Regions from separate parts of the Sus scrofa genome. Here region 2 is linked to region 1. A link is a contact called in public HiChIP or PLAC-seq data. All regions are on one chromosome and are shown on one strand. Each heading gives the region's core, a stretch centred on a gene start, on an enhancer-like site or on the middle of the called end of the contact. The rest is flanking DNA. Distances are from core to core; before and after follow the strand shown.

Region 1 (5,765 bases), core at 2,403-4,902:
GATCTGACATCACTGCAATGGCTCAGGTCACTGCTGTGGTCCAGGTTTGTTCCCCAGCCCCAGAACTTCTATATGCCGCTGGTGGAGCTAGACAAACAAAAAACCACACACACACAGAACTATGACATGAATGATTCTCCAGAGAAGTGGTACCTCCTTCCTCAAACTCCCTTTCTAATCTTAAGACACTCAATGTTTATTCGTAACTATTTGTGTTCTTGTTGTCTCTCTCTTACTCTTATGAGTTCTATGGCTGAAGAAGCAGGCTTATTCATTTTTTTCTCTTGTGTTTTCTGCAGAATACATCCATTATTCACGTTTATTCAATATATAGGAGACCCAAAAAGATTTACAATTTGGTCAAAGAGAAAATTAAAGATAGCACAAAGTACCTGCCTGGTATTGTTTTAGGCGCTAAAGTGCTGTGCTTTGGTAGAAAATCATAACAGCACAGTAAAGTAGTACAGACTATAGAGCGAGGCCACTATATTCAAATACTGGCTTTGCCACTAATTTGATGTGAACCTCATGGAAGTTATTTAGCTTCTTTGGCCTAAATTTCCTCATCTATAAGATGGTAAGACTATCACCTACTTCATAGGGTTGGTATGAAAAGGTGAATTCACACACAGAAAAACACTTAGAACAAAGCCTGGCATATGGTGCACAATGTTTTAGCCATCATGTTTACTACTATTTTTTTCTCCAGAAATCAACTCTCCACTGGCTACTGGAGATTACCAAGTCAGACCTCTCAAGTTTCTTTCAACTTGGGGATTCCATACCTCAGTGCCACATGACACGTTAGATGTCAGAATTATTATGAACTGACAAATGGGGACAGGCTTGAGAGCGCTGGAATCCAAGCTAGGCACAGAAAGATATAAGCTGAATAGAGAAGTGTGAAGGAGGAAGACTTTCTATGGAGGAAAGCTAGAAACAGCAAAGTCTAGGAAGTTAGAGTAAGTGTGGAACACGAGGAAAATAATCGGGCTAGAGTTTATGTTTTGGGCAATGGTGGAGAATAAGATATGATTGACATGACTTTAATAATAGTGGACTAAAACAACTGATTATAAAACTACATTAATGTAGGCGTTCCCACTGCTGTGCAGTAGGTAAAGAATCCAACTGCAACGGCTCAGGTCGCCGCTCGGCCCAGTGGGTTAAAGGATCTGGTGTTGCTGCAGCTGCAGCTAGGATTCAATCCCTGGCCAAGGAACTTCCATATGCTGCAGGTGTGCCCATTAAAAAAAACAAAAAACACATTATTACTTGTGCTTTTGGAATAAGTCAAAGAGTTCTAGTGACAGCTGATCACCATCTACTTTTAGTAATCTGCCTTGAGAATAACACACACTATAAACCTGTCAGTTCTTTAACAAGAATCTATACAAATCCAAGTATTTCAACATATTCTTCTAAAGCCAAATATAAGTAAATGCTAGATTACACTTATTTTAGAAGCATCTTTTTTGTTAGCTTGAGAAACTCCGTAAGAGCTGACTACATGAATATCAATTTGATTAAAATATAAAGAACTGTGCTCCTCCACCAGCTACACTAAATTATTACAATGTAAGTCAGATCTTACCACTCCTCTGCTCAAAACCCTCAGACAGTTACTATCTCAGGCAGAAGAAAAGTGAAACTCTCACAACAGCCTAAAAGGTCCTGGTTGTTCTGAGCCCAGAGGCTCCCCACAGCCCCACCCTCCCAGTTCTTTCTCAGACCTTATCTCCTTCTACTCCCTCATTTGCCCACAGTGCTCCAAGCCAGTAGGTTTTCTAACTATCTCTCTAACAGGCCAGCATTTTCCTCTTAGAGGCCTTTACACCTGCAATTCCCTCTGCCTGGAACATCATTTCCTCAGAAACTAGCTGGGCTCACTCCCTCACGTCCTTTTAGTCTTATTAAATACCAACTTATCTATAAATACTTCTCTGACCACCCTATTTCAAAATGCAACACCTCCCCATCCCTCTTTCCAGCTTTATTACTTTTCTAACCTAAGGCATTAATATTTTCTAACAAACAATATAATTTATATATTTGTTTTCTGTTTCTCTTACTCCCTACTGGAAATTAAGTTTCATGAGAGCTGGGGTCACAGACCTAGGACAGGGACAGGCACACAGAAGGTATCCCCAAAAATATTTCTTGGATGAATGAACTCCATATTAGGACATATGATTCCTGTTCCAGGTACACGAAAATACAACATAACATTTTTTTCGACGCTGAAAATCTTAAAAAATTTTAGTAGGAAAGACTGACTGACCACTTTCCACTGGGCTTAGCTCTAGAAGGTTAAAATGAACCAAAACATAATTTCCGCCCTTTATGAGCTCGAGGGTGCATATACACGGAAAAATAGACATATAAAGATCATTTACAAAAAAACAGTATATATGGGAAGCCAGGCGAATTTAAATGACTGCCCAAAGGAGAGCCAGAATGCTTCCACTAAGGTGGTAAGCTATGACTCCCCCTAAAATCTTGACTAGTGCGACTGTTTTTATGTTATCGGTGCGTATGCTTGTAACTCCATGTAAATAATTTACTCACATCGGATACGCTCTTAAGTAGGCCGAAAAAAAGTTTGTGTGACGATGGTGATGCTCAACACTCAAGGCTACACAAAGATCCCTATGTCTTTTACTGTCTTCAGATTTGGCAACTTTTACCTATGAAGCCCCTCAATTTGGAAACTAGCGCCTGCCAATTGCTAGCAGCTTGGGTCAGAATCCTCCCCTTGGCTATCTCTCTCTCGGAGCCCGGCACGCTGCAAATCCCCTTCCCTGGCAGGGCGGGAGGGCGAGCACCGCCTCCGGAAAGCCGCCAACTGGGCCTCGGTAAGAGTTGCCGGAAAAGCGGGAGTCGCGGGAGAGCGACGAGGCTCCCAAGGACCCCTCGAAGCTTCAGTCCGGCATTCCCAGCCCCCTGGGCCTCCGGCTCCTGGAGGCTCTGACGACTCTTTGTTAAGAAAAGCCGCGGTTCCCCGGCCCTCACTAGGCCCCGCACTTGCCTCCGGTGCCCTCAAGGGGTTACGGCCCCGCGTCCAGACCCACCTCACACAAACCTGCTTCTGTGGCTGCAGCGGCAGCTGTTATTACCGCCGACGCGGAGAGAATCCCACGGCCCAAAGTACGCGCGGTTCAGGCCCGGTCCCGCCGCGCTCCTCTCTCTCCGCCCCCTTAGCTGCCGCCGCCGCCGCCGCCTCTCGGCCCGTTGCTGACGGGGGGAGGGGAGCGAAAGCCAGACATGCGCAGTGCAGAGAGCGCGGGCCGAAGGGCGGAGCCTGGGTCTACGGCTCCCGGAAGGCGCTGCGGGCTTCGGACCTAAAAGCTCCGGAATGCCTCACAGACTCCTCAGACGCTTTGATTGGCACTGCCCCTGGCTGAGAGGATCCATGGCCCGTTTAGGAAGTGGGTCTAGGAGTGCAGAAAGCAGCAGTACAGGGAGCCGCCAAGAAAAAGGCTCGGGTGGAAACCATATATACATAAGATTGTCGAGCCCCTAGGCTCTACTTTGCAAATTTGACCTGGCCAACATTTCTCCTCGTGCTTCAGACCACGTGGTCCCGTAGAGCCTGGCGATTTTAGCTTCCGGAGCACGGGTTCAGCGTGATGACATCTCGTCTGAACCCTCGAGGAGAGCCCTGGGATAGGCGCGGGCAGTTCCGGCGCCGGGGCCGGTGTTGTGTAATTCTCCCAGCAGCCCCACCTTGCTTCTCCTGGGCGGGGAAGGAGGCGGTCTCGTGGGGTCCCAGAGGCTGCGTCCCGCCCCCGAGCGGCGCGCAGGCGCGGACCAGCCGCACGTATTCTACGTAACGGATGGCGGAGGCTACGCGAAGAGTGGCGCGGTGTGACTGAGCTACCTTGTCTGCCTGTGTCCTAGAGGCGTCGGGGGCTGTGAAATCGCGGTGACCCTGCAGGCGGTGGCCAAGCCGAGAGGCAGGCAGGGTAGAAGCAGGGACGCTGGGCCAGGCTAGCCCTCGGTACAGGTAGGAAGCGGGCCGTGACGCGCTAGTCGGTGGAGCCGGGCCAGGCCCAGCGGTGACGCTGAGTTGCGTGGCCCTGCCAGGTCCAGTTTCCCACCTAAGCCCCTAAGTTCAGCCTGCATGCATCAATCCCCGCGTCTTCTCGCCTTTCCCTGCTTTCTCAAAAGAAACCAAACTTTGTCCACCACAAGGCCCATTTTCTCTTGGGGATTTTTCTTGGCTTGGGAGTGACTTTAATGTTTTTTGGGAACTCCTAGAACTGCAAGCAAATGCAACCCGCAGGGCAAAGTTAGAGGAAGCCCTCAGTGTGCAGCAGGAAAAATGGAGCATAGAAGTGATGATTCTCCTTGCTGGGCAAAGACTTGATCCGGAGGGTTTAGCAGAAGCAGCAACCTCTGTGATCAGTCTTCTCTAAAGGTTTCTAGCGTAAGACATGTTTTTATCCAACGTATGTAAGGAGAGAGGGGACCATCTCAATGATCTCGAGAAGCCGCATTGTCCGGCCGTTGTCAGAAAGGCTTAATCTAAAATGTCAGCAAGGAACGATTCTTGTATTCGTCTTTCATTTTTAAGTCCAGACCCAGTCACTGAGCTTGCCAAGTGAGCTAGCAGAAGAAATCAAACCAGACTTGTTAGTGTTGGTGTTCCCTGCCCCAGGAGTCTCAGGACTGCCCCTCAGGCAAGGAAGGAGTTGTGCATTTGAGAAATGAGTTGACAGGTGCAGCAAAGAGTCTTCTGAGGGGGAAAGCAAAGGCACAAATGGGTTTGGATCATCGTAACCTGAATAACCTTGAAAGAGCTCTGTCACACTGCTAATTTATCTTAGAAATGCTTCTGTGGTCTGCACATTGTAAGTGGAAATTTAGTTTGAAATGATCAGACAGTGGTTAACTTGGCAGTGTCAACCTTTATTGCTACTATTTGAAAAAGTTTAAGACTGACATCTGAAAGGGAAACAATAAAAGTGAATTTTTTTTATTTATTTATTTTTTTTTAGCGCCACACCTGAGACATATGGAGGATCCCAGGCTAGGGGTCTAATCAAAGCTACAGCCACATCCACAGCCACGCCAGATCTGAGCTGTGTCTACGACCTACACCACAGCTCACCGCAATGTCGGATCCTTAACCCCACTGAGCAAGGCCAGGGATTGAACCCGAAACCTCATGGTTCCTAGTTGGATTCGTTTCAGCTCCACTGTGGGAACTCCAAAAGTGAACTATTTTTAAACCTTAAAGGGGGTTCATAAGGCACAGTAGAAGGAAGTAATAGGAACTGATAGGATTGAGTGCCTTCTCATATTTCCTGTAATGTCCACTACAGCTCTGTGAGGCAAGCAGTGAGTGGTTAGCCTTTTTTGTATGTGGGAGCAAGGCCATAAGTAATTAGCCTAAGATCATGAGGCTGGCAAATGGTAGAGCTGATGTTTTAAACTAAAACTAACTCCAGCAGTCTCTGTACTCTTTCACATTTTTTCCACTTTTGATATGAAACTAGGGGTGTTTGGAGACATCACAAACTGCTTTAAGGTTTTTGTCAAGTGGGCAGCTGTGTTTTCCTGTAAAATGTCCCCTGGTGCTAACATCAAAGATCAAATATTGGAAAGAACGTAGTATTGGTCAATCTTTGGTGGCATTTCTCAAGTCATTTGTGCCTTTCAAAATTTATGGACTTTGTCCAGTTTTTTGTTGTTGTTGTTTTTTGGTTTTTTTGGCCACTCCCATAGCATGCAGAAGTTCCCAGGCCAGTAATTGAACCCTC
Region 2 (5,765 bases), core at 933-3,432, 130 kb after region 1:
TCACTGTGTCTACATATACTCACACTTAAACTTTCTGAAAATATCTTGAAATGTGAAAACAGGCTGACATTTATTTGTTAGACATGAAATCTGGACACTCTGATTTAGTAGTCAAGAAAGTGGGGAGTGGGATGTGTGCACACCCTCAAGTATTTCACATTCCCCTTTGGGACTTAAGACTGCCACCGCAGGACAAACAGAAAGATACACTAGAAAGATTATCACAAATGTAGGTTCACAAATCATTTCAAAGTTTTAGTTCAATCAACAAATTCCAGAACACAAGACAAATAAATGTTCGAAGTCTGGTGTCCTGGGGAGGACAAGAACTATGTGCCCTATTTGTAGTAAATGTTCAATAAGCGTTTGTTGAATTATGTATTTAAATACCAGGCCTCAGCCTCACTGGATTCCTTTTCTGCTTACTGTCACAGAAGCAAGCACTTCTGAAGTAAATCATGGGAAGGAAACAGTAAGTCCAAGAAATGAACATACCCATCCCTTGCTGTATGAGGGGCAGCATGGAGTAGAACAAGGCAATTCATTCAAAGCCAGAGTGCAAAGATGGGCAGCAAAAGAATATCTGCCAAATATGACACAGAAAACACTTAACCTCCTACAAAAATGACTTGACCTTGCTACAGGGCAAAGAAAACATTAATGTTCTGCTCTTCACAGATGCAATCAATGGCTTTGCAAATAATCGTTTTACTCAAGTCTACCACTTGATTGTTTAGGACGATATCAAATTGCAAAACTTGCCGCTGAAGACAACGATATCAAAAGATTCAACAAGAGAAGCAAAGCACATCTAAAATGTTATCTGCTACTTAATCTAGTCCAATAGTCATTTGCTAAATTACCAAAAAGGACGTGAAATATAATTCAGTTCAAATGCTGCGTGTGGAAGACATTAAAAGCTTTTCTTAGATTACATCTTCACAACAGAAATTGCAAATACCGATTAAAAAGGAAATGCTTTCACAGAGATTGTGTAGTGAACGTTTCTCTCTAAAGTTACATAATTTCAGGAATACCGTTAGATTAAAATAATGGACGTAAAACACTGCAACAAGATTTTTCAAAAGTAAAATGTGTATTATAACTGGCAGTCCGCGGCCAATTTCTAACCTCCAGCAACCTGCGTGCAGCTCGCTTTTCTCAACCGCGCGGTTGATAAGGTTGATAACTGTGATTGCGGTTTTAATAACCTCCTAGCCTATCTCCCTGCATGCCCCCCCTCGGCGCACCCCCACCCCCGCGCTCTGGGGAGCGCACAGGGCTCGAGAGCAAGCCCCGGGAACTCTCACAGGCCGGCCTGTGTGAGCAAAGGGAAGGAAATGACACAGGCAGGAAAAAAAAGCAAATCAAGGAAAAGACACAACAGCAGCTGGGCCTGCACCAGCCTCCAGCCCGGGCCCCACACTGCGCTCGCGCTCCCCCGCCCTCGGGCTCGCGGTCCGGCTCGTTTGGGCCGAGCGAGCTGCCCCGCCGAACATGGGCCCTCGACCCGCCGCCGCTTCCCCGGGGTGCGCCAGCCGCGCGGCCCGGAAGGAGGCTACGGAGTGGGCTCTGCCGGGCAGGACCGCCCGCGCGGGCCGGGGAAGCCAGAATCCCCGCCCCGGCCGAGGAACCGCTGAGCCGCGAGCGCGGCGGGCGGGCGGGCGGGCGCCGGCGGTCCACAGCCCGGGTCGGGCGGGCTGTCCATGCCTGTCAGGCGGCGGCCCAGGGTCCTCCTCCCCTCAGCCCGGGGCGGGGCGACGCGAAGCAGCGCGGGCACAGGCCGGGGCGGTGGCGACACTCACCCATGGTGGCGATGGCGGCGGCGGCGGCTAGGGCCCGAGTGTCACCTCCGCAGCCGGGGCTGCATGCCGGGGGCCCGGGCGGCGGGGACGGCAGCGGGCCTGGCTCCGCGCGGGGGGCGCGGGCTGCACTCGGGGCCCCCGCCGCCTCCCCAGGCTCCGGCTCCGGCTCCGCCCGCGACCGGGCGCTGTGGCATGGGCAGGGTGGCCCGCTACATCCCCGGCTCTCCTCGGCTCGGCCCAGCCCGGCCTCGGCGGCGCCGCTCGGCCCGCCCGCCAGCTAGTCCCTCAGTCCCGCAGTCTCTCCGTCCGGCCACCGTTCTCCACCTCAGGAACGCTCCGAAAAACAAACCGCTGGTCGCGCAGCTCGCCCCCTTGTCTGTCACTCATCGCAGCGCCCGCCAATCCCAGGCATTCGCTGGGCCTTGGTACCACCCCTCCACTCACTTCACCAGCCAATAACAAGGAGGAAGTGCTGCCCCCGCCGCCCCATCTCCCCCAGCTCTCTCCAACACCCCACTTTCAGCCGCCAGCTAATCATCAGCACCACTCAAAGAACCAATCCCGCCTACTCTCGCAGGATACCAATAGTCGAAGCCAAGGAGGTTTCCGAGGGCGGGCTACCATCTGCCAATCATAGAAACATTGTCTCGTTCACTCCGCTGCTAGCCAATCGCGTAGAGGGTTCCGAGCACCCTCCTCTGCGCATCCCTAGCAGGCTGGCCCCCTCTCTCCCGGGAGGTGTTGGTTGTTCCAATCACAGCTAATGCTTGAGGCTCCGCCCACACGCCCACCTCCCGTCAGTCAGCGAAGGCTCCACTGGCGCGCGGGCTGGCGCTGTTCCCCGCCTGCTGCTTTGGTGCTGGAGTTTGGGAACGAGGCTAGAGGGCCCCCTTGGCCTCCCGCCGTCCGGCTCTCGGCGGTCCCTGAAGTTGACGTCCTTCTCCCTGTGCCCACACTAGGCGCGCAATAAGCTCTGAGTGCTTCCCTGCGTGTGGCCATATCTGCCGCCGGGCACTGGCCAGTCCTCCAGACGCTGCGCAGGAGTGGCTTACCACTGCCCGCCTTTTTCTGTTTCTCACACCTCGAGGGCTATACATACACTCCAAGGAGCTAGGGTAGTGCCGGAAAGCGAACCTTAGGAATCTGCTGGCCAACGGCTGAAACTACTAAGTGGCGAGGTCAAAGGGGTTCTTTCGGGAAGAAAAAAAAAAATTTCTGGTCATAAAAGCAACACAAGCTCTTTGTATCAAAAAATATTTTAAATGAAATAAAAATTCCACCTCAGGATATTTTATCTCTTTCCTATCTAAATATGCAACGTTTGACAAAAATGGCTTCATACTGTTTTGTAGTGTGCTTAACATATTTTCCCGTGCCTCTGAATATTGTTTTAAAACAATTGTACTGACTGCGTATTTCAAAAGAGTGCCCATAACTAATTTTCCCAACCCGCATTGTTCAACATGTTATACACCCAGATCTTCAGAGTCTATAAGTCCACCACAATTAATACAGGCTCCCTTCCTTTGGTTCCTGCTTAAAGTGTAATGTAATCACTTTAATCAAGGGCGCCAGAATCATCTTCCTCTGGTGCCATTTTCAACTGTAAACTAAGAATCTTTAGTGGAGACGGCCTTGGGTGTCAAATCTCTTGAGGATTACCTTAGACTTCCCTCTTTCTTTAGGACCACCTCCCCACCCCACCCCACCCCCATATTTAATCAGGCCTCTTGTCTGCTGAGTTTTTTGGGTTTTTTTTCTTTCAGGAAGCTTTTAAGTCTGTCATTTTCTCACTTAATTAGATCCCTACCCAGTTTATTGCAGTTCCTTAACTATAATAATCTCTTTTCTAGGAAGGGAAGGTAAAGGGGAGAGAATTAATATTTATGAATCATTTTCCATACGCCAGCCACATCATCTCATCTTTTCAATAACTCTGAAGTAAATAGTAATTGTATTTGAAAGACGAAAGTTACATTCAGAAGTTCCCATTGTGGCTTAGTGGGACTAATATCCATGAGAAGGGACATTTCGATACCTGGCTCCGTCCACTGAGTTAAGGATCCGGTGTTGCCAGTGAGCTGTGGTATATGTCACAGGTGCAGCTCGGATCTGGCATTGCTGTGGCTGTGGCTGGCAGCTGCAGCTCCAATTTGACCCCTAGTCTGGGAACTTCCATATGCTGTGGGTGCGGCCCTAAAAACATACACACACAAAAGTTCAGAGAGGTTAAGGACCATGTCCAAGAGGTAGAGCCAGGATACCTATCAGGTCTGACACCCAAATGTCATGTTCTTTTTACAGCCATACCTGCAACATATGGAAGTTCCCAGACTAGGGGCTGAATCAGAGCTGTATGTCTGCCCTATGCCAAAGCCAAGACAATAGTGGATCCAAGCTGCATCTGTGACCTACCCACAGCTCACGGCAATGCTGGATCCTAAAAGGCTGTGATCTTGCACTGACCAAAGTTTCTCAACTGTTTTTTTATCACTACCCCCACAAGAAAAAAAATTTTAACTACTTAATTAAATTCTCCCTAATGAGAGAAATTAAATACTAAGGAATGAGGTTTTTGTCAGGTAGGGTTGAGCTTTGAAGGTGACATCCTATATAATATCTAAGATATTTTTCAATCCTTTTTTGGAAATCCTGTTGTGGCTCAGTGGTTGAGGACCCGACGTCTCTGTGAAGATGTGGGTTTGATCCCTGGCCTTGCTTGTTAAGAATCCGGGTTGCCGCAAGCTGTGGCATAGGTCTAAGATGCAGCTTGGATCCAGTATTGCTGTGTCTGTGGCATTGGCCCCAGCTACAGCTCTGATTCGATCCCTAGCCCAGGAATTTTCAATACACGTATTCCAGGTGTGGCTGTAAAAAGAGAAAAAAAGAATCATTTTTCATCCTGTTGGGGATATCACCCCTGTTGAGAATGTGTGTAAGAGGCCAGTGCTTGAGGTCACAATCTGCCAGTCTGAGGCTCAGATCTGACTCTTAATTTCATTGGGCTATGGAATGATATTTATGCCACTGGAAATCTAGTAACCACTCCATTGCCTGTATTCAAAAGTCTATTCAGTAGCTTCTCTTAGAATGTCTAAAATACGTCTCCAATTTAATATGTTTTATACTGACTCTTGATTCTCCCCACTTGCCCCAAAACCTTGCTCCTGTTTTCCCCGTTGTTAAAATACAAACCTAGGAGGAGTCTTCCTTGGTTTCACTCTTCCCCGAACATCCCTATATCCAATCATTCAGCAAGTCTTCAGCACTCCTTACAAAATACACCTGGATCCAACTACTCCTCAGCATGTCCACTCTAGTGCAAGCCACCACCCTCTCTACTGGATGACTACCCTTGCTGCCCAACTGGTCTGTTTCCTCTGTGGCCACCCAACAAAGGCTTCTCTGCACAGTTGCCAGAGTGATCCTTGTAAAATGTAAACTCAGACCATGTCATTCCCCTGCTCGAAATTCTCCAATGGCTTCCCATCCCACTTAGAATAGAACCCAAACTCTGCCATGGCTTTCCAGGTACAACAGGAGCTGGCCCCAGCCACCCTCTCCTACCTCTTCTCTCCCACTCCCTTAATCACTATCCTCCAGCCACGCTGCCTTTTTTTTTTTTTGTCTTTTTAGGGCCGCACTCATGGCGTATGGAGGTTCCCAGGCTAGGGGTCTAACCGGAGCTGTTGCTGCCGGCCTACACCAGAGCCACAGCAATGCCAGATCCGAGCCACGTCTGTGACCTACACCACAGCTCCTGGCAATGCTGGATCCTTAACCGACTGAGTGAGGCCAGAGATCGAACCTGAAACCTCATGGTTCTTAGTCAAATTCGTTTCTGCTACACCACATCAGGAACTCCTACAATGCCTTCTTACCATACCCGAACCTACCAAGCTCAGGACCTCTCACCTCAGGACCTTTGCACTTGCCATTTGTTCTCCCTAGAATGCTCTT

Evidence for each region. HiChIP or PLAC-seq counts read pairs in DNA pulled down with a chosen protein or histone mark.
Region 2: an H3K27ac HiChIP or PLAC-seq map of alveolar macrophages shows a contact between it and region 1. The contact joins the promoter of MAP3K3 here to the promoter of CCDC47 in region 1. A contact is called at or near these places in 1 of 47 Hi-C or Micro-C datasets (blood) and 1 of 2 datasets of contacts at active chromatin or transcription factors (alveolar macrophages).

What each region holds. Positions count from the first base shown.
Region 1 is chr12:15,161,616-15,167,380 of Sscrofa11.1, forward strand. It overlaps CCDC47 (coiled-coil domain-containing protein 47), which reads left to right and starts at 3,653. Exons shown (of 13, transcript XM_021066772.1): 1 at 3,653-4,006. DDX42 (ATP-dependent RNA helicase DDX42) reads right to left here and starts at 3,642. Exons shown (of 19, transcript XM_021066770.1): 1 at 3,083-3,642.
Region 2 is chr12:15,296,602-15,302,366 of Sscrofa11.1, forward strand. MAP3K3 (mitogen-activated protein kinase kinase kinase 3) reads right to left here and starts at 2,183. Exons shown (of 17, transcript XM_003131293.6): 1 at 1,806-2,183. The coding sequence starts at 1,809.